Regions from separate parts of the Mus musculus genome. Here all the other regions are linked to region 1. The links are chromatin contacts, called in public ChIA-PET and HiChIP or PLAC-seq maps. All regions are on one chromosome and are shown on one strand. Each heading gives the region's core, a stretch centred on a gene start, on an enhancer-like site or on the middle of the called end of the contact. The rest is flanking DNA. Distances are from core to core; before and after follow the strand shown. Region 1 overlaps Acoxl (acyl-Coenzyme A oxidase-like). Region 2 overlaps Morrbid (myeloid RNA regulator of BCL2L11 induced cell death). Region 3 has its middle 130 kb from the start of Gm14009. Region 4 overlaps Morrbid (myeloid RNA regulator of BCL2L11 induced cell death). Region 5 overlaps Morrbid (myeloid RNA regulator of BCL2L11 induced cell death). Region 6 overlaps Morrbid (myeloid RNA regulator of BCL2L11 induced cell death). Region 7 has its middle 71 kb from the start of Gm14009.

What was found. ChIA-PET counts read pairs in DNA pulled down with a chosen protein or histone mark. HiChIP or PLAC-seq counts read pairs in DNA pulled down with a chosen protein or histone mark.
Region 2: a BATF HiChIP or PLAC-seq map of CD8 T cells shows a contact between it and region 1, with 6 read pairs. The contact joins two enhancer-like sites. A contact is called at or near these places in 1 of 15 datasets of contacts at CTCF or cohesin (large pre-B cells), 3 of 484 Hi-C or Micro-C datasets (all in embryonic stem cells) and 6 of 115 datasets of contacts at active chromatin or transcription factors (CD8 T cells, bone marrow-derived macrophages, embryonic limb bud and 2 more).
Region 3: an RNA polymerase II ChIA-PET map of memory CD8 T cells shows a contact between it and region 1, with 3 times the contacts expected there. The contact joins two enhancer-like sites. A contact is called at or near these places in 3 of 484 Hi-C or Micro-C datasets (DN3 thymocytes, the G1E-ER4 cell line and cortical neurons), 6 of 115 datasets of contacts at active chromatin or transcription factors (CD8 T cells, T-cell acute lymphoblastic leukemia, double positive thymocytes and 3 more) and 1 of 9 other capture datasets (adipose tissue).
Region 4: an H3K27ac HiChIP or PLAC-seq map of regulatory T cell precursor shows a contact between it and region 1, with 4 times the contacts expected there. The contact joins two enhancer-like sites. A contact is called at or near these places in 4 of 15 datasets of contacts at CTCF or cohesin (the NIH/3T3 cell line, embryonic stem cells and pro-B cells), 18 of 484 Hi-C or Micro-C datasets (the G1E-ER4 cell line, the HL-1 cell line, bone marrow-derived macrophages and 6 more), 10 of 115 datasets of contacts at active chromatin or transcription factors (the 230-238 cell line, CD8 T cells, T-cell acute lymphoblastic leukemia and 6 more) and 1 of 9 other capture datasets (liver).
Region 5: an RNA polymerase II ChIA-PET map of memory CD8 T cells shows a contact between it and region 1, with 14 times the contacts expected there. The contact joins two enhancer-like sites. A contact is called at or near these places in 7 of 15 datasets of contacts at CTCF or cohesin (CD8 T cells, the NIH/3T3 cell line, embryonic stem cells and 3 more), 36 of 484 Hi-C or Micro-C datasets (CD8 T cells, DN3 thymocytes, the G1E-ER4 cell line and 11 more), 14 of 115 datasets of contacts at active chromatin or transcription factors (the 230-238 cell line, CD8 T cells, T-cell acute lymphoblastic leukemia and 10 more) and 1 of 9 other capture datasets (embryonic stem cells).
Region 6: a contact with region 1 is called in a BATF HiChIP or PLAC-seq map of CD8 T cells, with 6 read pairs. The contact joins two enhancer-like sites. A contact is called at or near these places in 1 of 15 datasets of contacts at CTCF or cohesin (large pre-B cells) and 5 of 115 datasets of contacts at active chromatin or transcription factors (CD8 T cells, bone marrow-derived macrophages, double positive thymocytes and 2 more).
Region 7: a contact with region 1 is called in a BATF HiChIP or PLAC-seq map of CD8 T cells, with 5 read pairs. The contact joins two enhancer-like sites. A contact is called at or near these places in 1 of 484 Hi-C or Micro-C datasets (pro-B cells) and 3 of 115 datasets of contacts at active chromatin or transcription factors (CD8 T cells, double positive thymocytes and large pre-B cells).

What each region holds. Positions count from the first base shown.
Region 1 is chr2:127,920,759-127,923,480 of GRCm38.p6, forward strand. All of the region lies in intron 9 of Acoxl (acyl-Coenzyme A oxidase-like), which reads left to right. Among named protein-coding and RNA genes, the nearest start is that of Acoxl, 67 kb to the left of the region's middle. Within about 2 kb of position 1,438, at least 50 of the 459 cell types and tissues checked have an H3K27ac peak or open chromatin away from gene starts, as enhancers often do. A contact at or near this core is called in CD8 T cells, DN3 thymocytes, the G1E-ER4 cell line and 6 more, where this site is marked.
Region 2 is chr2:128,344,361-128,347,427 of GRCm38.p6, forward strand. The region is part of intron 1 of Morrbid (myeloid RNA regulator of BCL2L11 induced cell death); the gene reads right to left. Among named protein-coding and RNA genes, the nearest start is that of Gm14010, 77 kb to the right of the region's middle. Within about 2 kb of position 1,306, at least 26 of the 459 cell types and tissues checked have an H3K27ac peak or open chromatin away from gene starts, as enhancers often do. A contact at or near this core is called in CD8 T cells, where this site is marked.
Region 3 is chr2:128,294,611-128,297,438 of GRCm38.p6, forward strand. No RefSeq gene overlaps it. Among named protein-coding and RNA genes, the nearest start is that of Gm14009, 130 kb to the left of the region's middle. Within about 2 kb of position 1,306, at least 109 of the 459 cell types and tissues checked have an H3K27ac peak or open chromatin away from gene starts, as enhancers often do. A contact at or near this core is called in CD8 T cells, the G1E-ER4 cell line, T-cell acute lymphoblastic leukemia and 3 more, where this site is marked.
Region 4 is chr2:128,380,497-128,383,630 of GRCm38.p6, forward strand. All of the region lies in intron 1 of Morrbid (myeloid RNA regulator of BCL2L11 induced cell death), which reads right to left. Among named protein-coding and RNA genes, the nearest start is that of Gm14010, 41 kb to the right of the region's middle. Within about 2 kb of position 1,570, at least 43 of the 459 cell types and tissues checked have an H3K27ac peak or open chromatin away from gene starts, as enhancers often do. A contact at or near this core is called in CD8 T cells, memory CD8 T cells, regulatory T cells and 1 more, where this site is marked.
Region 5 is chr2:128,405,725-128,408,880 of GRCm38.p6, forward strand. The region is part of intron 1 of Morrbid (myeloid RNA regulator of BCL2L11 induced cell death); the gene reads right to left. Among named protein-coding and RNA genes, the nearest start is that of Gm14010, 15 kb to the right of the region's middle. Within about 2 kb of position 1,522, at least 27 of the 459 cell types and tissues checked have an H3K27ac peak or open chromatin away from gene starts, as enhancers often do. A contact at or near this core is called in DN3 thymocytes, the G1E-ER4 cell line, effector CD8 T cells and 1 more, where this site is marked.
Region 6 is chr2:128,324,358-128,327,107 of GRCm38.p6, forward strand. All of the region lies in intron 2 of Morrbid (myeloid RNA regulator of BCL2L11 induced cell death), which reads right to left. Among named protein-coding and RNA genes, the nearest start is that of Gm14010, 97 kb to the right of the region's middle. Within about 2 kb of position 1,329, at least 113 of the 459 cell types and tissues checked have an H3K27ac peak or open chromatin away from gene starts, as enhancers often do. A contact at or near this core is called in CD8 T cells and memory CD8 T cells, where this site is marked.
Region 7 is chr2:128,239,366-128,242,151 of GRCm38.p6, forward strand. No RefSeq gene overlaps it. Among named protein-coding and RNA genes, the nearest start is that of Gm14009, 71 kb to the left of the region's middle. Within about 2 kb of position 1,451, at least 112 of the 459 cell types and tissues checked have an H3K27ac peak or open chromatin away from gene starts, as enhancers often do. A contact at or near this core is called in CD8 T cells, where this site is marked.

The DNA of each region.
Region 1 (2,722 bases), core at 188-2,687:
GATCTTGAATTTACAATATTAATCAGACTTTTGACACTGTGGCCAAATGTCTGACAGAAACAATAAAAAGGAAGTATAGATTTATTTTGGCTCATAGTTTCAGTTCATTTTGGCCAAGGGGCATGGTGGAGCCAAGTTCTACAACTTAGAGCAGCTCAGGGTGAGGGAGAATGTCTGTATACACAGGCTCTCTCTCTTCCCCTTTGTTCTCATTTGGGTTTCTTGCCTATGTGATGGCCTCTACATTTGAGGACTGTCTTACCCTAGGTTAATTCCTTCTGAAAATTGCCACAGACTGTCCCAGAAGACATATGCTTTATTGATCTCCTTCTTAACCCAATCTACTGGACAACCAACATTAACCTGTTATACCAGCAATCTTAAAAAACAAACATCGAGAGCTTATTCGAGACTGACTGTAATGCTGCAGTAGTCAGCTCAGTGTGTCTTTCTTTACCACATATCGTCCCTAAATGTAAAACCTAAAGCTATACACCCAGAAAAGAATGAAGAGAAAAATCTTTGTGACCCCGTGCAAGCCATAGCTTTCTTCAGATATAAAAGACATATAGGAAAAGGTAGGGGAAGTAGATTTCATTAATTAAATACGAGTGCTGCTGGAAACGCAGGGCCAAAAGATGAAAAGATGGTCCACAAACTGGGAGAAAAATATTTTTCCAGTGTACATCTGATAAGAGACTTGCATCAAGAGTATATAGAAAACTATATGGCCCCCTTGACAAGAAAATAAAGGAGCCCAGCTTAACCTATGAACAGATATCTGTACAGTGAAGAGATGTTTGACACCATCAATTATTAAGGAGATGAAAATATACAGAGTGCACACTAGAATCACTTAAAAGACTCAATATCCTCCAACCCCACACTAACCAGCCGATGAGATGTGGATACTCCCCTTACAGGGAGAAGGCGACACAGTGAAGCCACTTGGGAAAGGATTTTGATAGCTTCTGGTAATGTTATATCCTTACCAATTTAGTGATTCTACTTCTGGATATTTATACAAGAGAGATGAAACCAGGCTTGGGTGCTGTTGTTTACAGCCTTTCTATGTATAACAGCCTCAAACTGAAAACAGTCCCCAACACCCAGGGAGATGGATGAAGGCGAACACAGCCATGTAACGAAATACTTAGAACCAGAAGGCACTGGCATGAGTGAAAAGATGCAGGCGTAGGGTTCACGTACCATGTGACTCCAGTTGTAAGACCTGAGGAAGTCCAGCTACACCTCAGCGGTGTCCCGGGAAGTCTTGACTAGAAACAGAGCTGAGGAGTTTGGGGGTGGAGGGAGAGGTGTTTTAAATCCTGATGACCACTCTTTGTCTTAAAGGCGTTTTACTGTAATGAGATTGTGGTTAGCAGACTGACGTGAGTTAGAGAGAGCTGTGGTAGGGAAGCCTTTGCAACAAGGTTTGCTGGGGCTCTTTCTAGAAGGTGGCGTTTCCGGGTCTGTCTTCCAAGGCTGCCGTGTGTGGGCCCAGGGGGTCCTTCATTTGGAGCTGTGGTGTGTTTTCCGTGCCGGGGTAAGACCTGGAGTTCATGTTTTGGCTCATTTTTACCGCTTTCAAGTGGTCAAATGGGTGTGCAGTTGCACTTAGCGCAGCCCTCTCGACTTTCTGTGACTTGCCACATAAACACAGGTGCAGCCAGGTCTTTTGTCAGCTGTGGACATTCCAGATGGAACAGAGCTTGAGCGGGGGGCCTCCTCACGGGGGCAGTTCAGCTTGAGGTAATTGGATTTGACCTTATCCCTCACCCATAAGACTGCTGCCAGGCAAGAGTCTTGGGGTCTCCTGAGCCCTCGGGAGCGCTGGGCCAGTGTGCTGGGCTTGGCGTAACTTTCCTTCGGTGCAGGTGCCTGAGGTCACATTCCAGGAGGCTCAGCTCATCCTATCCGTCTGGAAAACTCACCCGTGGCTGACCTCTCCCTGGAGACCGAGGAATGGGGTGCAGCTGTTTGCAACTCTCACCAGTGAGAAAGCAGCTCCGTGTTCTGCTCCGGTGAAAGTGGCAGGTGTTATTCCGGTTTCCACTTGGTTGACTGTCATTGAGTGCTGGGCAGAGGGCAGAACATGGGGCACTTGGTGGAGGGCAGAGAAAGGAGCCTGGGTAAAGCCTAACAGCATCCTTGATACTACACTGAGCATGCTCAGTACTTTACCAAGCGGGGCAATATTATGGCAGTTCTTCCAGAGCCAACTCCGGGAAAAACCTGCTGCTGCTTTGTTTTGGCCCAGGATGGAATGACAGAGCCTGCAGTTGATGGAAGAGGCAGTTTAGCAAGACTGTTCATATTCTAGCCAGGCTGTGGGTAGTGGGGACTGGCTAGTCATCTGGTATATCGTGGCCTTACCTGCAAGCCTAGTTCTGTTTCTAGATTTTCTCTTAAAGGGCTTTCTCAGATTCTATTGCAGGGTTAGACTGACATCACAATTTGAAGGCTCTGCCGCAGCAAATTCTACCTCCTAGTCACCCTCATGCCTTTTCTTTTTCTTTTTCCCCGTATGAGTCATACTTTGGTCTCTCATGTTCCTTAAGATCCTGAAACTGAAAATCATCTTCAGATTACATGAAGGTTGGCCTGTGGGGATGCTGGGAACCTCTTAGAAGGGGGAGTACTAAAACCGTCAGCTCTAGACCCAGTGTGAAGGAGCGGTGCTGAGGCTGCTCTTTCTTGTCTTTCCTGAGGTATCTTATCT
Region 2 (3,067 bases), core at 56-2,555, 420 kb after region 1:
ATATCTGGGGAGGAGCTGTTAGGGGGGCAGGGATAGATGAAGGATGAGAAAGATGATGAAAGGTAAACATAGAAACACAGCTTGTGATGATGTCATAATGGTATCGAACACAGTCATGGCTAATATGTGTACATATATATTATATATTCAGAGAGAGAAAGAAAGAATATAAATTATGCTTCTGGCCATCCTTTTCCTCTGTGGTAGTGACTGGCCTTCTGTCCCTCCTTCTCCTCTGTGGTTAGTGACTGGCATGCAGGAGACACTTGAGAAGTATTTGCTGAGGGGCAATGTCACCTGAACCTCTTATGTTCAGGTTCTCTTGTCCTCTTGTCATCTCCATTTTAACCACTTGGTCAGCCCATCTACAGATGTTACTATCTCTTAACTTAGTCCCAATCTGGACACCTAGTCTCCTGTTTACGAGACAAAGCACTCACAGACTGTGGGTGTGAGTGTGTGTGTGTGTGTGTGTGTGTGTGTGAGAGAGAGAGAGAGAGAGAGGGAGAGAGAGAGAGAGAGAAGCTGTAATGTGTATTGTGCTATATGCACATATATGTGTGATTGTGCATGCACTGACACACGTGGGTAGAGGCCAGAGGAGGACATCAGGGGTCCTGTCCTATTAACTTGCCCTCTTAGTCCCTTGATACATGGTCTCTCCTGTATCATTTGGAGCTGGGAGATTAGTTTTTAATGTATTTGGTCCATATTTTCTTTTTCTTTTGTTTTGTTTTTTGTTTGTTTGGCTTTTTTGAGGCAGAATTTCTCTGTGCATTTCTGGCTGTTCTGGAACTCAGAGAGCTGCTTGCCTCTGTCTCCTAAATGCTGGGATTAAAGGCGGTGGTCTTAGTCATTTTTCAACATTTCTTTGATAAGAGGCCCCATGACTCTTCAGGCTCTCAGAGCTGGTGAAGAGGCAGAAGGAAGCCTAGAAGACAGATTTTCTGGTCTATCCTGTAGATGAATACGTCAGCTATACAGAGTGTATATTCCGGGTACACAGTTGTTCTGGAAGGCTCCTTCTCTTGGTTTCTGAACATTTCAGTTTAACATTTACATGCTCTCAAGAGAGTCCAGGCATCTGCCTTCAGCCTCCAGAGATAATCCTGGTGGTAAGCTGGGCGTTCCTCCCCAACACAACAGGTCGAGTGACAGGAATGCACACTGCTTCAGGTGCTGTCTCACAAATCCACATCTCAACCAGCCATAGTGACTTCCACGGAGAGTGCTATGCAAACCTCAGAGGTAGATCTGTTTCCAACCCCCGAAGAAGCTTAAAGCAGCGCAGTCTTCCTGGCACAGACGCCAGCCTCCTTGTTCTCAAGTTCAACACATGTTTTACATCAAGAGGAGGGCTGTGGTCGGGGTAGGGGAGCTGAAGGGAGATTCAAAGGTTCTTCGGTTCTCATAGGTCTCAGCCTCTTCAAAGCTTCATCCCACTCAGCACGAGGGCTTCTGCCCACACTCGGGTGCTGTGGTACATGCTTGGAGACGCGCCTGTGGGCCAGAGAGCAGATAGCAGGCATGGACTGCAATCTCCCTGCAAAGGTTCTCCCTGAAAAACGGACATTTCCCTTGGGAGTGTCCTGAGCTCCCTAAGCTGAGTGGCCAAGACCCTGACTGCTCACAAGGCCATGCTGAACAGTGGGGATGGTGCAAATGAGCTCAAGCTAGCCTATTGGGCAGTTTCTACTAGGGATCTTTGCAGGTGTCAAGGTCGACAGGTGATGGGGATGTCTAACTGTTTGTGAAATGGAAGGCGATATATTACCAGGCTTCAGAGAAATGCAGAGGAAGACAGCTGGAAAGTGACAAGGTCCTGGGCATTTGTATGATGCTCTTTCCGAAATAAAGGAGTAGAGGGCGAAGAGAGGAGGGAAGAAAGACACAGAACAGGAGAAAGATCGGAGGGGGGTACCTTTATTTACCTCCTTTTTTAAAACTAAACTTCTTATTTCCAAAGTTTTCATTTTCCAGAAAAGTTGACAATTAGTGCAGGGAGTCTTCCTATACCTCACACTCGGTCCCTTGACTAGGTCTACTTGTCACCGTGAATCATAACGTAAACCAACCGAACTCTACAGTTTATCAAATCTCCACAGTATTTCACCTGAATACTTGGTATTGCAGCTACATTTAGTTATCATATCTGACCGATTCCTCTTGGCCATGACAATTTCTCAAACTTATGTTTTTGCAGCTTGTGGCCATTTTGAGAACTGTTAGGTGGAATTTCTGTTGGTTTGGGTTTGTTGTTGTTGTTATTTTGCTTATTATCACAGTTGAGTGATAAAACCTCAGAAGAGAGGTGACATCTTCACACACACACACACACACACACACACACGAATACCTGTTATCGTGACATCTCGCTTGACCATCTGACTAGGATGGTGTTTGTGGTACCTCTCCACTGTGAGATGCCTCCCACTCTTTGGAAGGAAGTCATCAAGCCCAGCCACACTTGAAGAGTGGGGAGCTGTATTCCACCTATGAGGGTGGACTGTCTGCACACTATTTGAAATTCTGTTGCACTTTTCTATTTTCCTCAATTTGTTCTCTCAGTCTTGCCCTTACAAATCCCTCCCCTCAGCCCAGTTGAGTACCACCCTACCCTGGGACATCTAGTCCCCGCAGGACTAAACATCTCCTCTTCCACTGAGGTCCAACCAGGCAGTCCATGTAGGGGAAGGGGGTCCAATGGCATGTGACAGAGTAAGAGACAACTCCAATTGTTAGGGGGTCCACATAAAGATCAAGTTCACATCTGCTACAAATGGGGGGTGGGCTAGGTCAAGCTCCAGCATGCTCTTTGGTTGGTGGTTCAGTCTTTGTGAGCCCCTATGGGCCCAGGTTGACGAGGTCTACATGTCACCATTAATTACAACATAAATCAACTGAACTCTACAGTTTATCAAATTTCCACAGTATTTCACCTGAATACTTGATACCAAATCTACATTTAGTTATCTCATAGGTCTTCAAGTCTCTGTAGGTCTTCTTGTGGTGTCCTTGAGCCCCCAGCTCCCTCAATTCTACCCCCTATTTGTCTGTAAGACCACCC
Region 3 (2,828 bases), core at 56-2,555, 370 kb after region 1:
TATCAAAGATTCAAATATGTGAGCCCACGGGGGGGGGGGGGCTTTCTCACTCAAACCACCACAGCAACAGAGTCTAGAACAGGGCTTTGGAGGCAGCCCTGACTCTCTCCCCTTTCTTTACACAGAGCACCTCATTATTCTCAGACAGTGCCATTCTGAGAGCAGGCACCAAACCGACAGTGAGTTTTGGCCAAGACTTCCCTTTTTGCATGGTTGTGAGTGACTGGTGGGGGACCTGGGTGAGTGGGACAGCCTTCAGCTATGACATGCAGCACCTGTTGTAGAGGGTCTTGGTGGGTCAGCAGTGGCCCCAGGACGACACAGGTGCTAGCCAAGAGCTCAAGAGCCATTGCCATCTCCAGACCTACCTCAAGTTATGCCTCCCCCAAGAAACAACTGCTTCTGGGTTGAACAATCTATTTAGAGAGGATGGCAAGTCACACCTCACCGTGCTCCCCACCAAATCACGAATCCACCACGTCACCATGCTTTCCTGTGGACAGAGGAGTGGCAAAGAAGCCATCCTGCCGAGCTTCCTGCTCAGGCACAATGACATCTGCTGCCCTGCTGGTGACGCGCAGCCCACCCCAGGTGTGGGAACGCTCTGGCTTCTTGTAGATTGTGGTTTCCCCGTTGAGTCAGAGGGATTGGGACAGTGCTTTGAGCAGAAGGACAGGCGGGTCACAAGACATGTGTGTGTCAAAGAGATAAATTTTGAATCTTTGACAACAGGTTTATTTCGAGTAAGCTGAGTCACTGATTACATCAAAGATCGTGCCCAGCTGGAGACACTAACAGCAAAACCCAGACCTGGGGCATTTCATGGAAGTTACCGTAAACAGTTATTTTGGGCAAAAATAGATTTTCATCTATTTGTTTATTTTTGAGACAGGGCTTGCCATGTAGCCCAGGCTGGTCTGGAATATACAATTCATTATGTAGCCCAGGTTACCTTCAAACTCAATGTCTTTGTGTCTCAGCCTTACAATGTTTGGGTTAGTGTTGTTGACATTGTTGTTTTCTACAAAGCTTTAAAACACACACAAAAAGAAATGAATTTATTACTTATCGCAACTTAGCAGAGTAGTTAAATTTATAATCTGCCTTAAATTCTATATGATTGGGAGAGGGTACCAAAAAGCAGGGAAGACCCTTGGTGAGGGTTGGGGGAGGGGTACTCAGAATACCCTTGAGATGGAGCGAGTTCATCTGATGTTTAATGTGCATAGCACCAGTGAGGCTCTCCACTCTATGGAAAGAGTGAATGTCTTTCTAAAACCTCCATGGAGTCAGGCCAGGCATCTCTTCAGACGTCTGCTTCCTGAGTCATCTTTGCCTTTTCTGTGACAGACTACTGATTCCACTGGGAACACTCTAGCCATGTGGAGTCCTTCTGAGTTCCAGGAGTCTATACTGTTGGTCACAGGGAAAGAGAAGGATCACGGGTTTGACAGAGGCTCTGGGGACAGCAGGCCTGGCTATCCAGTGGACTCCACTGGCAGAGGAGGGCTGATATTTTGCTCTGGAGGGAAGCCTGGGTGGAATAGGGTTTCCTTCAGGCTGTGCAGCAGTTCAACCAAGAGGCAGTTCAGCAGAGCAATTGAGCCATAGACAGCAAGCTCTCTCCCCGTGTTTATCTCCAGTTTCCACCTTCGATTCTTCTCAGGAGACCCAGATCCCTCCACTCTCCCCACGCTCATCTAGGAAATTGGAGCTACCTCAAGGATGCCAGGATCCTCAGAGCCCATTTCTCTGAGCAGCCAGGCTGTTGTGTCAATAGTCCGAGAACAGAAGAGCCATAGATCTCAGCCAGGTAGGAGCCTCGTGTAGCCTTGGGGGGTTCAAAGGCCCGACCCCAGTATCTGACCCATCAGCTGCTTTGATCTGCTGAAGTTTCTTTCTTCTACTTCCCACAGACTTTTATGATTTTATTACATGTGTGTTTGCTCTGTTCTGTGACAATTGAGGTGAATGAATCAGAATCACCAATTGTTTTTCCTTCTAGTCTGCCCAGGTCTGTCACCCCATCCTGCTCTGACCATTTTTTTTTTTTTTTTTTAAGATTTATTTATTTATTATATGTAAGTACACTGTAGCTGTCTTCAGACACTCCAGAAGAGGGCGTGAGATCTCATTACGGATGGTTGTGAGCCACCATGTGGTTGCTGGGATTTGAACTCAGGACCTTCGGAAGAGCATTCAGTGCTCTTAACCGCTGAGCCATCTCTCCAGGCCCCTGCTCTGACCATTTAAACCCCCTCTTGCCCTCCAGTGAGAGCACAAGCACCAATCTTCCAGGCTTCACCTTTCATGCTCCCCTCCCCCAAAGCAAGCTCAGGCTCTTTCTCCAAAACAGGAAGTTACAGATAGTGAAGTGACATCGGTCCCTGGCCTCCACTGGTAGCCTCCCCCACTCTCTCCCTCATTCTGAGCAACGTCCTCTGACTAACTCCCGAGGTTCTCCTTCCTCTCTGGAGCCCCCTTGCATCAGCGCAGCTGCCTGGACTCCTCCCAATGCCCAACTAGAATTTCCAGAACCTTCCAAGCTAGGTGGCCTCCTTCTGACCTATGGACATTCCTCTGGGGCTGGTTCTGTCACAGGATTTTTTCCCCCTGAGGATTTATTGCCAGGAAAAAGAATTCCCCAAAGGAACGTTGTGATTTCTCATGTTGGACAATGAGAGCCAGACACTGTTCTTTCTGTCGCTGGGATGCTTCAGTGCTACCCTAATGTGTAGGACAGATGGTTCTCAACCTGTGGGTTGCGGCCCCCATAGAGGTCAAATGACCTTTTTATAGAGGTCATCCCTGGAAAACACAGACATTTA
Region 4 (3,134 bases), core at 320-2,819, 460 kb after region 1:
TTCGAGACTGCGTCCCACCAAGCAAGCAGTCTGCCTCGTGGAAGACACCATCGATGAACAAAAGACAGAGGAACTTAACAATGCTGTAGTTTACAAGTGACAGGGAATTTCAAGACAAAAGAGGTCACTGGTGTTTGTCATTTTCGGGGAGTGTCTGGTGAGAATTTGACTTTAGAATACTCTCCCTGTCCTCACTTAGCAAAACTGGGCACTCAAACTCAGAAGAAGCCTGCCAGGAGCACCTACCGCCCTCTGTAAAACCACACCCAGCCCCACCGCCCCGTGTGAGACTTGGGAAATGATGATGGTTTTAGTCATCTGGAAAAAAAAGCACAGCATGACATGGGTTTGAAGGCTTTTCTTCAGAACCTCGGTCCTTGTCACCCTGCTTCACCACAACAGAAAAGCTCAAGTTCACACTCCACTCTGCTTGTGACCCGGGAATTTCTTAAGAGCAGGGTGGTTACACAGCCCCGAGCTCTTCCTGAATAAATGGTCAAGATTTTATCTTAAAAAAAAAAAATCCCATTTTTTGGGAAAGTATATATAAACGTAAAAGCTCCCCTGTATCAAAAATTAATGTTTTAGCACAATTATTTGACATGTAACCTAGCTGACTTCTTGTTATTTTTTCCACACACACAACTTGAACTTGTTAACACCAAAACTTTTTAAACTTTGTTTTGTTTTAAAGACATACATATGTATAAATAAAATGTGGTTTACCCTTACGTTTACCCTTTTGTTTGACGTCAAGTTATCATTTATAAAATGATGATAATAATTTTGCTAAAACAATGTGTGTTTAGAGGTTAGACTGGCTCAGATATAGAGTTGGGTATAGATATTATGTTCTTTCTTTCTTTCTTTCTCTCTTTTTTCTTTCTTTCTTTTTTTTATGAGATTTTTAAAAATAAAAGTCTATAAATAGCTGCAACTGAGAGACAGGAGCCAGACTAGACAAATGTCAGAAAAGCCCCCGAGTCAGGATGCTTATCCTAGAAGCTAGGGTCTCAAAGCACTGCACTGTTTGTTTGTTTTTCTACAGAGAAGAAAATAAAATTGATTTTCAGTGAAACATTAAATACATAACAAGCAGGAGTTTGAAATACATGTAAGATTAATTTATGAGGAAAGGCACATTATACTCCTGCAGCCTGCCCCTGACCCAGCTCGCTGGTGCCTCTCACCGTGCATCTGCATAGCAAACAGGTTGGCTCTGGTGGTAAACTCAAGAGTATGGCTAAGCTGAAGGGTGGATCTGTTACCCCAAGTCAAAGGCACTGTGAATGTCCCTGGACCCTGGAGAGTGGAGCATGCTTCTGAGAGTCACCTAGCCCTTTCATTGATGATAGCTGGAAAGCTGGGGCTTAATTAGCTGTAGGGTGCCAACCAATCTCTTTATCAAAGCCAGCTGAAAGCAAAACTGAGAGACACAGCTTGTGGTTTCACAAAAAATGTATTTACATGAAGAGTATTTTAAAGGGGGTTCGATGCCCAGGCACGATGCCATCTGTGATGTGTGGTGAATTTGACATTTAAAGATATCAGAGGTTGTCAGATGTACCTGCCTCCAGTCTATACTTAGCTGACATGCTACCGCCCCTGCCAGCAAGCCTTGTTTTGCTGAGTTCCAACTTAGAAAAAAGACTCAACCTTATTTATTTCACACCAATCCTCTCATAGTCTCTTACTTACTTCCTCGCCTAAGATCTGTTTGGAAGGAAGTGGAGCCGTGGGTGACCAGGGGAAGAAAAGCCGACTTTCATGTTGTTACAGGGATGCTGGCAGGGGGACCAAACCATAGATTCCAGAGTTGGTGGACAGAGTTATAAATGACAGTGGTGTTCCTCCATCGTGGCTCACCTCCTCACCCCAAATTGTCTAGGAAAGAGCCATCTTTCCTATCTGCCAAGGCATCTCTCCTTGACTTTTAAAAATGGCTCATGGTGTCTGGAGAAACCCCAGGTGACCCCAAACATTTAACATCACTTATAACTGCATCAACAGAAATTACACCATATGAAGAGCCATATAAGTCCCTGATAAACACTGGCTTTAGGGACTCTTCAATGGGGGAACTCAGATCTCAGAGGCCCTGGATCAGTGTGCAGCAACTAAGAATGAAGGCAGCCTGCTTTATCACAAGAAGTCAGAGTGACTCGCCGCTAACTCACCGCCAGTCGAGTGATGTTTGGGAAATGTGTGAGTCACTGTCCCCTCATTTTGAAGGGTCATTTCCCTGGTTAATTTGTTGGGAATGAAACTTGAGCCAGAATATACATCAGGATAAACCCCCAAAACCCCAAATAGAATTCCTACCCTGTAACCAACAACACCCTGCCTGTCAGAGCCTCATCCCTGGGATGTACAGATACTTCAGGCAGAAGGGACATGGTCCTTCAGGCTCCTCACAGCCCTTCTCTTTTCCTTTCAGCTGTGGAGGTTGAGGGATACTGACCCAGGACCTTAACACAAGCAAGGGTTTATGTGCAGTGGCTGCGTGGCTTTCAACCGATGTAAGAGAGAGTATTTTACAAAACTGTGCTAACTTGTTTCTAAAGATTTTTTATTTTTCAAAAAGTCTCTTCTCTGAACCCAGAGCTTTCCAGCCATTAGCTGTTTTTTGTAAAATCGTGGTATTATTTCAGTGTGTATAATATATACATATGCACATATATCATATACATATATGTGCATGTATGTATATCATATTCTTAAATGATTTTTTACCATAAGTAATTGAAAGCTTTTAAAGACTATGTTGTTCTGTTATTATTATTATTTATTATTGTTCTAGGAATCAAATCTGGAATGTATATGAGGCACTGTACCATCGTGTCTATATTCCCAGCCAGGAGAAAGTTGTCTTGACTCTGATTTAGACATTGCACAATGTATGCACATATCACTTGGCACCACACAAGTATGCATGCTTTTAAAAGTCGTATTTATTCATTAAAATTTTTTAACCAAAAAGTATACACAAATGTATTCAATAATAAGAGTGTAAAAATCCAACGTGAAGCTCCACAGTTTCCGTTCTGGAGAGCTGCTGTTACTGTATGGAAGTCTGTCGAGACATATAGACTCTGGGTCTGGTTAATTTTGATATGTGATATTTTTTTATTTGC
Region 5 (3,156 bases), core at 272-2,771, 490 kb after region 1:
TCTGTCTGTCACAGAGAACAGTGTTAATTCTGGGAAGACGACCACATTTGTCAGGCTTCTCCAGAGAGACAGGACCCACAGGAGATATACATGCATATGTGTGCATGAGAGAGAGATAGACAAACAGACACAGACAGTGATTTAGATTTAAAGGGCTGGTTTGCACAGTGGTGCGGATTCAAGCCCACATGAGAGAGCAGGTTACAGAGCAGGCTACAGAGCAGGTTACAGAGCAGGCTACAGAGCAGGCTACAGAGCAGGCTACAGAGCAGGCTACAGAGCAGGCTACAGAGCCATAGGAGTTGGTAATGCAGGAGCCACTCTTCCTGCGGTGTTGCATTAAATGCTGAGAATTCCCAGTCCTTTGGGGTTTAGGAAAACACAGTGGTGGGACATTGAGACTCTGGGGCATTTTTTTCTTGGAGGTTAGTCTTTCTACTGAAGGCCCCTAACTGATTGATCAAGGCCCATTGATATAAGTGGTAATCTCATCTTGCAAATTACCTCACAGCAATATCAAGACTAGCAGTGTGGGGTTAGGGGAAACAGGGGATGAGGCTGGAGAGATGGCTCAGCAATTAAGAGCACTTGTGCTCTTCGGAGGCTCTGGGTTCAACTCCCAGAACCACATGGAGGCTTATGGATTGTCTGTAACTCCAGTTCCAGGGCATCCAGTGTTCTCTTCCAGGCTCCATGGATACATACCTTACATACATGCAGGCAAAACATCCATACTTATAAAATAAACATTTAAAAAAAAAACCCACAGAGGGGCCCGCAAGGTAGCTCAGTGGGTAAAAGGATTTGCCGGCAAGCCCAATGACCGGAGTTTGATCCCGCATGGTGAGAGAAGAAGAGAATTAACCCCTGCAGATTGTCCTCTGACTGCTATACTTACACTGTGGTATTGAAGCACCCACCCACCCACACCCACACAGATTAGTAATGGAATTTGGAAAGGTGATTGTGAGATAGCTCTATATCAGAAGGTATTTACCATGCAAAAAAGTGATTAAGAGAATTGGGGGCTGGCTAGGAGGCTTAGCTGGTACAGGACCTGTAGTTCAAATATAAGGACCTCAGTTAGCCTCAGCACCTACATAAAAGCTGGGTGTTGTAGCACTTGTCTAGAACCCAGGCTCGAGGGGCAGAGAGACAGATGGATCCCTGTAGTTCGTTGGTTAGCTAGCTTAGCTCAGGAAGAGACCTTATCTCAAAGTAGATAAACAAATAAATAAGTACATATGGTGGAGAGTTATTGAGGAAGACACCTGTACTGAGCTCTGTCCTCTATACTCATGTGTACTCATGTGTACTCATGTGTACAGACATACACACACTCACATGAATATGTACATACACTTACACACACACACACACAGAGTAACAGAATAACATTGGACTAAATACCAGCAACCATTTTCTAGCAGTCAGCACGTGCAATTAACCACTGCAAGGACCGCAGATGTCTGGGCCTGGTCACACCCAATGTGTCGTCTCAGACTTGTTTCAGTTTGCAGCTTTAGAACAATGGGGGCACTGAGAAGACACAGGGAGTGTGACCAGGCAGCAGAGGAACTTCAGATGTGGTAGAGAGGACAGGATATCAGGGTGACGAAGCAGATATGAGGCTTCTGTCTCTGAGTGACTTGCAGCCAGGAGCCGCACTCTCAGCTCCACGTTTAAAACTTAAATTCTAAAACTGGTTGCCAAAACTCATGATTTAGGAGATTTCGTAAAAGGTGTCCATGTTCCTGGACCCAGTAAAGTAGGTCCCAGCCTGTTTTCTTATGGTAAAACATCAAGGCAGGGTAAGTGAGGAAATCAGGTAAGAGGCTGTAAGACCTCAGCAAGATCTCTGGCTCTTTTTTATTTTATTTTATTTTAATTTATTTTTACTTTATTTGGTAGTAGAGATTGAACTCAAGGCTTCAAGCACACCACACAAGACCCTGCCACTGAACTACAGCCCCAGAGTTTTGTTTGTCTATTTGTTTCATTCTATTACTTTGAGACTGACTCTTGTTAAGTTCTCCAGGCTGGCCTTGAACTTAGGATTCTTCTGCTTTGACCTCAAGCCTGGCTCTGGCCCTAGAACTCTGAACAGCACCAGTCGTGGGCCACATCTGTGTAGTCACACTCCAGATTGCTGCTTTCCATCTCGTCCCCTCTGTCACCTGTTCAGTGATTTGGTAACCTGTCAGATCTGCTTAGGACTGACCTCAGGTGGGACATGAATTCTAAACAAGAGAACAGGAGACCAGACCCATCTGGAGATGTGGGTGATGGGTGATGACTTAAATCTTCCAAAGTAGAGTTTAGTAAAGAAATGTCAGGTTCCAAGCTTTTAAGTTCAGCAAACTAACAAACAAAACCCTAACTATACAGGAGGTTGGGCTTTTGTAACAAAAAGAGAGAAATGAGAATCTCAGTTATTAACAGAAATGGTACAAGTGAACCACAGGGAGTTATGGAAAGAAGCAGCTGAACCAAGCGTGGCCACTGAGACAGGGTCAGAACAGTGCCCAGGACACAAAAAGACCCCAGGAGGTGGTCTGGGCGTGAACACTGTAAGTCTTAGGATTTCTGTTGCTGTGATAAAATACGAATATAACTTGGGGAGGAAAGGGTTTATAAGCCTGTCATCCAGGAAGTCAAGAGAGAAACTCGGGGCGGGAATCTGGAGGCCACGGAGGAACAGCATTCCTTGTGTCTTGTTCAGCCTCCTTCCTAGTACACTCAACACTGCCTGCTCAAGGAAGGCACTGACTCCCGTGGACTGGTGCTCGAACATCAATCATCAATCCAGAGAATGCCTTGCAGCTTTGCCTATAGGCCAAACTTATTCCCACTCTTCTCAGATATATTTAGGTTTGTGTCAAGTTGACAAAAACAAGCAGCACAGGAGGTGAAAGAAAGAACATTCCAGATACACTTGGACTTTTCTTACTATCAGAACCAGTGAACTTGGCTGTGCAACCCCTCTGCACTTCTGAACTCTCGCAGGCTTGCACACTGAAAGGCTTCATAAAAGACTAACTCGATAATTCAAACTATCCCCGTGCCTTGGAAGTCACGTTTGAATTTCAAGCTCTGCCTTTGGAGTAGCTCCTCAGACACACACAGTGTGCTTCAGAAATCAGCCCAGTGTGTTGA
Region 6 (2,750 bases), core at 79-2,578, 400 kb after region 1:
ATTTCTGGTTAAGCCCAGAGGAGGGGGGGGGGGGTTGTTAAAGGGACCTGGGAGAAGCCTTAAGAAGCAGAGTCAAAGTGTAGAATACTCTGCTCACGGAACTGTTTCTTTCCTGGAGGCTAAAATTCACGGGCAGGTAGCCAGCAGCCACATTAGGATATGAAATGTAATCTGTTTATAATAAGTTTTCAAACTGCCTCTCATTGGTGCAGAGCATGGAGAGGGTACCACAACCCATGGTGAGGTGACCCTTGCCTGCTGTCCACGGTGAACTCACCCAAGCTGGCAAGTCACCGTGAGGTACAGCCTCCCGCATGCTTCCTCGCTCAGCCATCTCTATCCCTCTGGAGCAGATAAACACGTTACCACAGACGACAGCTGGAGTGGCTGAGCGCCAACCCCAGCTGCTTCTCCCTCCGCCACTGCTGCCTGAGGCAGCTATGGAAGCAAAGAAGCAAACTGACCCTGCAGGTTGGAAGGCACCCCTCGGGTCACACAGTCCCACTGATACAGGAAGTTGGGTCCCCTACACCAATATTCTCCTGCAGGTCGTGGGCTGAGCAAGGAAGGAGCAGCCTGGGCGGCTCCTGGCCACCTCCCTGTGTAGTCAATGCTTGTCTTGCTTTCCAGAACAATGGTGAATGAAAACAGCAGCCAGTACCTATTAGGCAGTTGCCCTGGGCCTGCTAGCATCTAAGCACTTTGAATGCTTTGTCTTGGGAAACTCAATCAAATCTCCAGGGAGATGTTAGTCACCGTTTTGTAAGTGTGGAAATGGAGGTATAGAGGCCTCCAACAATATGCCCAAACCCTCGCAGTCAGTGGAGCCTGGATTTGAGCCCAGGTTTTCCCAGTTCCAGAATCCAAGCAGCTGCCATGACCACCGCCCTCCTCCCACCCTGATCCCCTACGCCTTCCATGGGGAGGTCCACAGCCTGGATCCTTCCCAGCTAAACATCCCAGAACTGACATTGGGCTGTCTAAGATTGATTCTAGAACTTTCTTCAAGCTCTGATTCCCCAGAGGACATTCTTCCCCTCACTTCAAAACTGAAGAGAACAATGAATCCTAAAGCTGGAAGGAAGGGTAAAAGCTAAGGGGACTGGAACCTCACGCATCCACCTTACCATTCAGGGCTCACCTCTCACCCACTTTGAGCCACCTGCTCAGCCTCTCTGGATCACCAGTGCCTCATCTAGAAGCAGAGAGCACTGAACGGCTCACCACTCCCGTGACCTGAAGCCCTAGCAACCACATGTGCTTGTCTTTCTAACTCTACTGCCACTCCTTGTGGGGATGCCCCTGAAGAAGGGGTGTGGTGGAAAGGTGGTGGGGGGGGGCAGCGCAGGATGTGGTGGCAGGTTTCTGAAAGCAGGCAGTGAGACTCACCACACAGCCTTGGTTGGAGACTCCTTCCTTAGGCCTTGGGTCTGCCCCATGGTTCATGGGTGATGTGTAAACTACCCCTAAGATACATTGTATTCCAAGAAATGAACACATTTAAAGATACAGGCTTACAAAAAGGGGGGGGAAAGTCTCCTGTCTTCTTCAAACCCAGCATTCCCTAAGATGCCTCCTAGTCCTTCTCCTAATAGGGTTGTCTTCTATTCAGCATTCCCAGAAGCTTCCTCTGACCTCTAGTACTGAAATGATGCCATGTCTCCCCAAAGGCCACTGGACACTCCCTATCCATCCACCCAGTTTTACTTAACCTTTGTGACAGGTGTTGCTAACTAATGTCACACGTCCATTCCTTGTTTATATTATTCTGCGTCACCACTTATTGGCTGCTGCAGGAGAGGTCCCCAGACCCCCTCCCTACTGATAATTATCCTAAATGGTTCCTAATTCAGATTACAGGTTCACTAAATAGAGGCTGGAGTGCTTGTTTGTTTGTTCAGATGGAAGGAAGGAAGGAAGGAAGGAAGGAAGGAAGGAAGGAAGGAAGGAAGGAAGGAAGGAAGGAAGGAATATGCAAGCTCAATGTGTGTTCTAGTTAGGTCTAATTTCTTTTCATTTCTCTTTAGATTTAGTTGTTTTATGTGTATGCACCTGTATGTATATGCACCACATGCCAGCCTAGTGCCTGCAGAAGTCAGAAGAGGGAATCAGATCTCCTGGATCTGTAATCACAGACAGTTGTGAGCAACCATGTGGGTGCTGGGAATTGAACCCTGAGTATTCTGCAAGAGCAACAAGTGCTTTTAATCACTGGGCCAACTCCAACCTATTATAAAATTAATATAATAAAATTGCCAACTTGACCCGGCCTAGAGTCATCTGAGAAGGGAGTTTTAATTGAGGGCTTGCCTAGATCAGATTGGCCTAAGAGCACATTCGTGGAGATTGTCTTGTAATTGATGTAAAAGATCCCAGCCTACTGTGGGCAGCACAATCCCCTGGGCTCATACTCCTGGGCTGTGTAAGAGAACTAATGAAGCATGAATGAGCCAACAAATAACATTCTTCAGTGTTTCTGCTTCAAATTCCTGTTTGAATTCTTGCCCTGACTTCCTGTGACCATTAGGAGGGCATGAATTATAAAATATTATCAGATGCTCAAACACAGCACACTGAGAGAAGAGTCCAGAAGATGAGTGCACAGTTGTTACTTGCATTGATCACATGACATTCTAGAGCAGGTAAAGCTAATCTAGAATTTTCTTTCTTTCTTTCTTTTCTTTTCTTTTAATTTTTATTTTAAGAAAAACAAGATTTGCCTTAGGAGGTGAAACAGAGATCAAGTGGGA
Region 7 (2,786 bases), core at 201-2,700, 320 kb after region 1:
CCAGACCACGCCTACTCTGACATACTTCCTGAGCCCCACCCCAGACCATTTGCACCACCTCCAAATAACAATATCTTGGAGTTATGGATCCGTCAGTGGGTTACGTCATGGATTATATCAGGAGTTTGTGATCCAGTGACTTTCAATGATAGACTCCACCAGCAGGAGACCATCCCCTCAACAGGAGCTTCTAGCTGTCTACACCATGTTCAAGCCATAATTCTTCTGGTCCAACTTCTGATCCCAGACCAAGTGTTGGCATCAGGACATTCCAAACCTATGAGGCAACAGCACGACCTGTGACCTACAGACCGGTTGCCAAGACAATGACCACCATATTCCCAGCATTCACTTGGCTCACCTCCCACCCTTACTTGTGTTACATCATTTTCCATATAAATAAGGAGAATGCCCCTTCCTCACTCTCTCTCTTTTTTCTCCTTTCTCCCCCTTTTCTCTCTTTGCCTCTTCTTTGTCTCTCCCTTCCAATACAACCTCTTCCACCTGGAACTGCTTTGGTGCTGTTGTGGCACCACCGGCCATTCTAACACATCACCAAGTCCTGCACATTGGAGGCCTCTTTCCTAATAGCTAAGTGCTGAAGTCACACCCAAGTTTGTTTTGTTTTTGTTGTTGTTGTGGTTGTTTGGTTGGTTTTGTTTTGTTTTGTTGGAATTTTGTTTTTGTTTTTTTGTCATCCAAACTTTTGAATATCCTAAAGGAGGGAGATATTGACTTTGAGTGCCACTCCCTGCCTACAATTTCTACTCAGGTATTTGAAAAGGTGAAGACTTCCACTCAGATGAGCTCTCCTAGTGCAAAACAACTTCCACTGTGGTAAATGCCAGCACTTTATCAGCGCTTTATCATTTGTTCTCTCCACCTGACCTCCACTTCTCAAGGCAAATCAGACTGGTGCACAGTACACGTGGGACAGCCTCAATACATTTTTCTTTATTTAAAAAAAGAAAAACAAAGTTGGTTGAATTTGCCCAAGCGGGTGGTATGGCTTCCAGGTATAAGTCTCTTTCTCTGAAGTAATAAATTGAGCCTGAAGACACGAAGAAGGACAACTGGCTCTTGGCAAGACAGCCTGAAGTACACGCTGAGCACAGCCCAACTAGGTGGATGCTGCGACTGGACCACCGACAACAGAAGCTGCTCTCCCTGGATAGCACACAAACAGGGAGAAAGGTACCTGAAGGGAGGGCGGGTGCTGAGCATGGGGGTCTCAGAGAGGCCAGAGGGTAGTATGCAGCAGGAAGTTCCCAGGAGGAAAAGCAGCCTCAGGGTAAAGTTACCAGCCTCCGCTGCACCCTGGAAACCGGTCTTTCTGGCTTTTCTAGGGTCAGAGGGCAAGCTTCCCAGCAGGCTGTAGACTTTCTAGGCTTGGCTCCTTTCCCCCTCCTTCCCCAGGGAAGGGCAGGGCAGGAAGTTTGAGATGACTGAGTTCCTGGGTCACCCAGAGAATCCCCTGAAATGAATCAGATGAGAGGAAATGGAAACCACTGTATGGTGCTCACATTCTTTCAGGACTGAAAGTGCTCGTATCTCATACTTGTATCTACCGAATTTACATGAAATTAAAGGCCCTGGTGCAGACGAAGTTCCCAAACCTTGGAATTGTCTAATTAGACACAGGAAGCCTCCCCACAAGATGGTATGAGCAGGAAGAACTTGCTCAGGGCAAAGCCTTCTGTGCAGCCAATAGGGTGGACATGGAAGTCCCAGGGCAGAGGAAGCTGTTATTGCGAAAAGACAGGTTATAGAGAAGAAATTACATAAAAAACCCAGCGGATCACTGACAATGGACACTGAGCCAGCCACAGGATGCTAACAGGGATTGTTAACATTTAATTTTTATTTCTTGTTCACACTGCTATCCAACTGTTTCTTCTTAGGACAGAACGTCTTCCTTGAGAGTGAATTTTGGTGCAGATAAAGCAGAAAGGAAGAGTTGGGAGGGAAGAACAGAGGGGGAGGGGAGGACAGAGGGGAGGGGGTGTTTCTTCTCAGGCTTTAAACGCTGTTGTTGCCTGCAAAGGGTTTGTCCTAAATGACATCATCCGAGTGCCTGCTGTGTACCTCTGGGACAAACAGACTAGACAAAGGAACCTGGTGAGACTGGAATCTCTGGGCCTCCAGCAGGCTGACAAAGAGCAAAGCTGCTGTCCTCATGGGGTCTAGCTGCTCTGCGACCTGGAGTGCTGGGTGCTCCCTACAAGAACCAGTGGTGCTGGCTGGACTTTAGGGAGATGTAGGGAGGCTAAAAGGGAGCCCCAGGTTCCCTGATGTGAGGGTGGGGCAACAAATGAAGGAACTAGGAGACTGCTTAGGAAGCCCGGCCAAGAGGTCCAGACAGCCCTGGCTGGTCATCACAAATAGGGTCCCGGATAGACAGAGTCTTCTCTGTGGTCTTCCTGGTCTATGTAACTGCTGCCACAGACCAGGGTGGAGGCCACTTTGTCCAACTCCCTGTATTGTGGAGGTCCCTTCAAGAGTCACAGCCAGCAGTGAAATATCCTTGGAGAGGCAAGAATGAAACTCTCTTCAGCACAGCTTCCTTAGCCAGGCTGGTTCAAACTTCCCGAGTCTGACCCTGCGCTGTTTTGTTTTGTTTTTTTTTGTTTTTTACAGATTTAAACACAGTAAAACTTTGGAAGAAAGTTTCCTCCTGACAATTATCACAATAAAGCTTAAGGCATGGCTACACTGAAAACTCTGTCACCTATGAACTCTTCCTCAAGAGTGGGCTCTGTTGACTGTGAAACAATGCTCGGATAAGG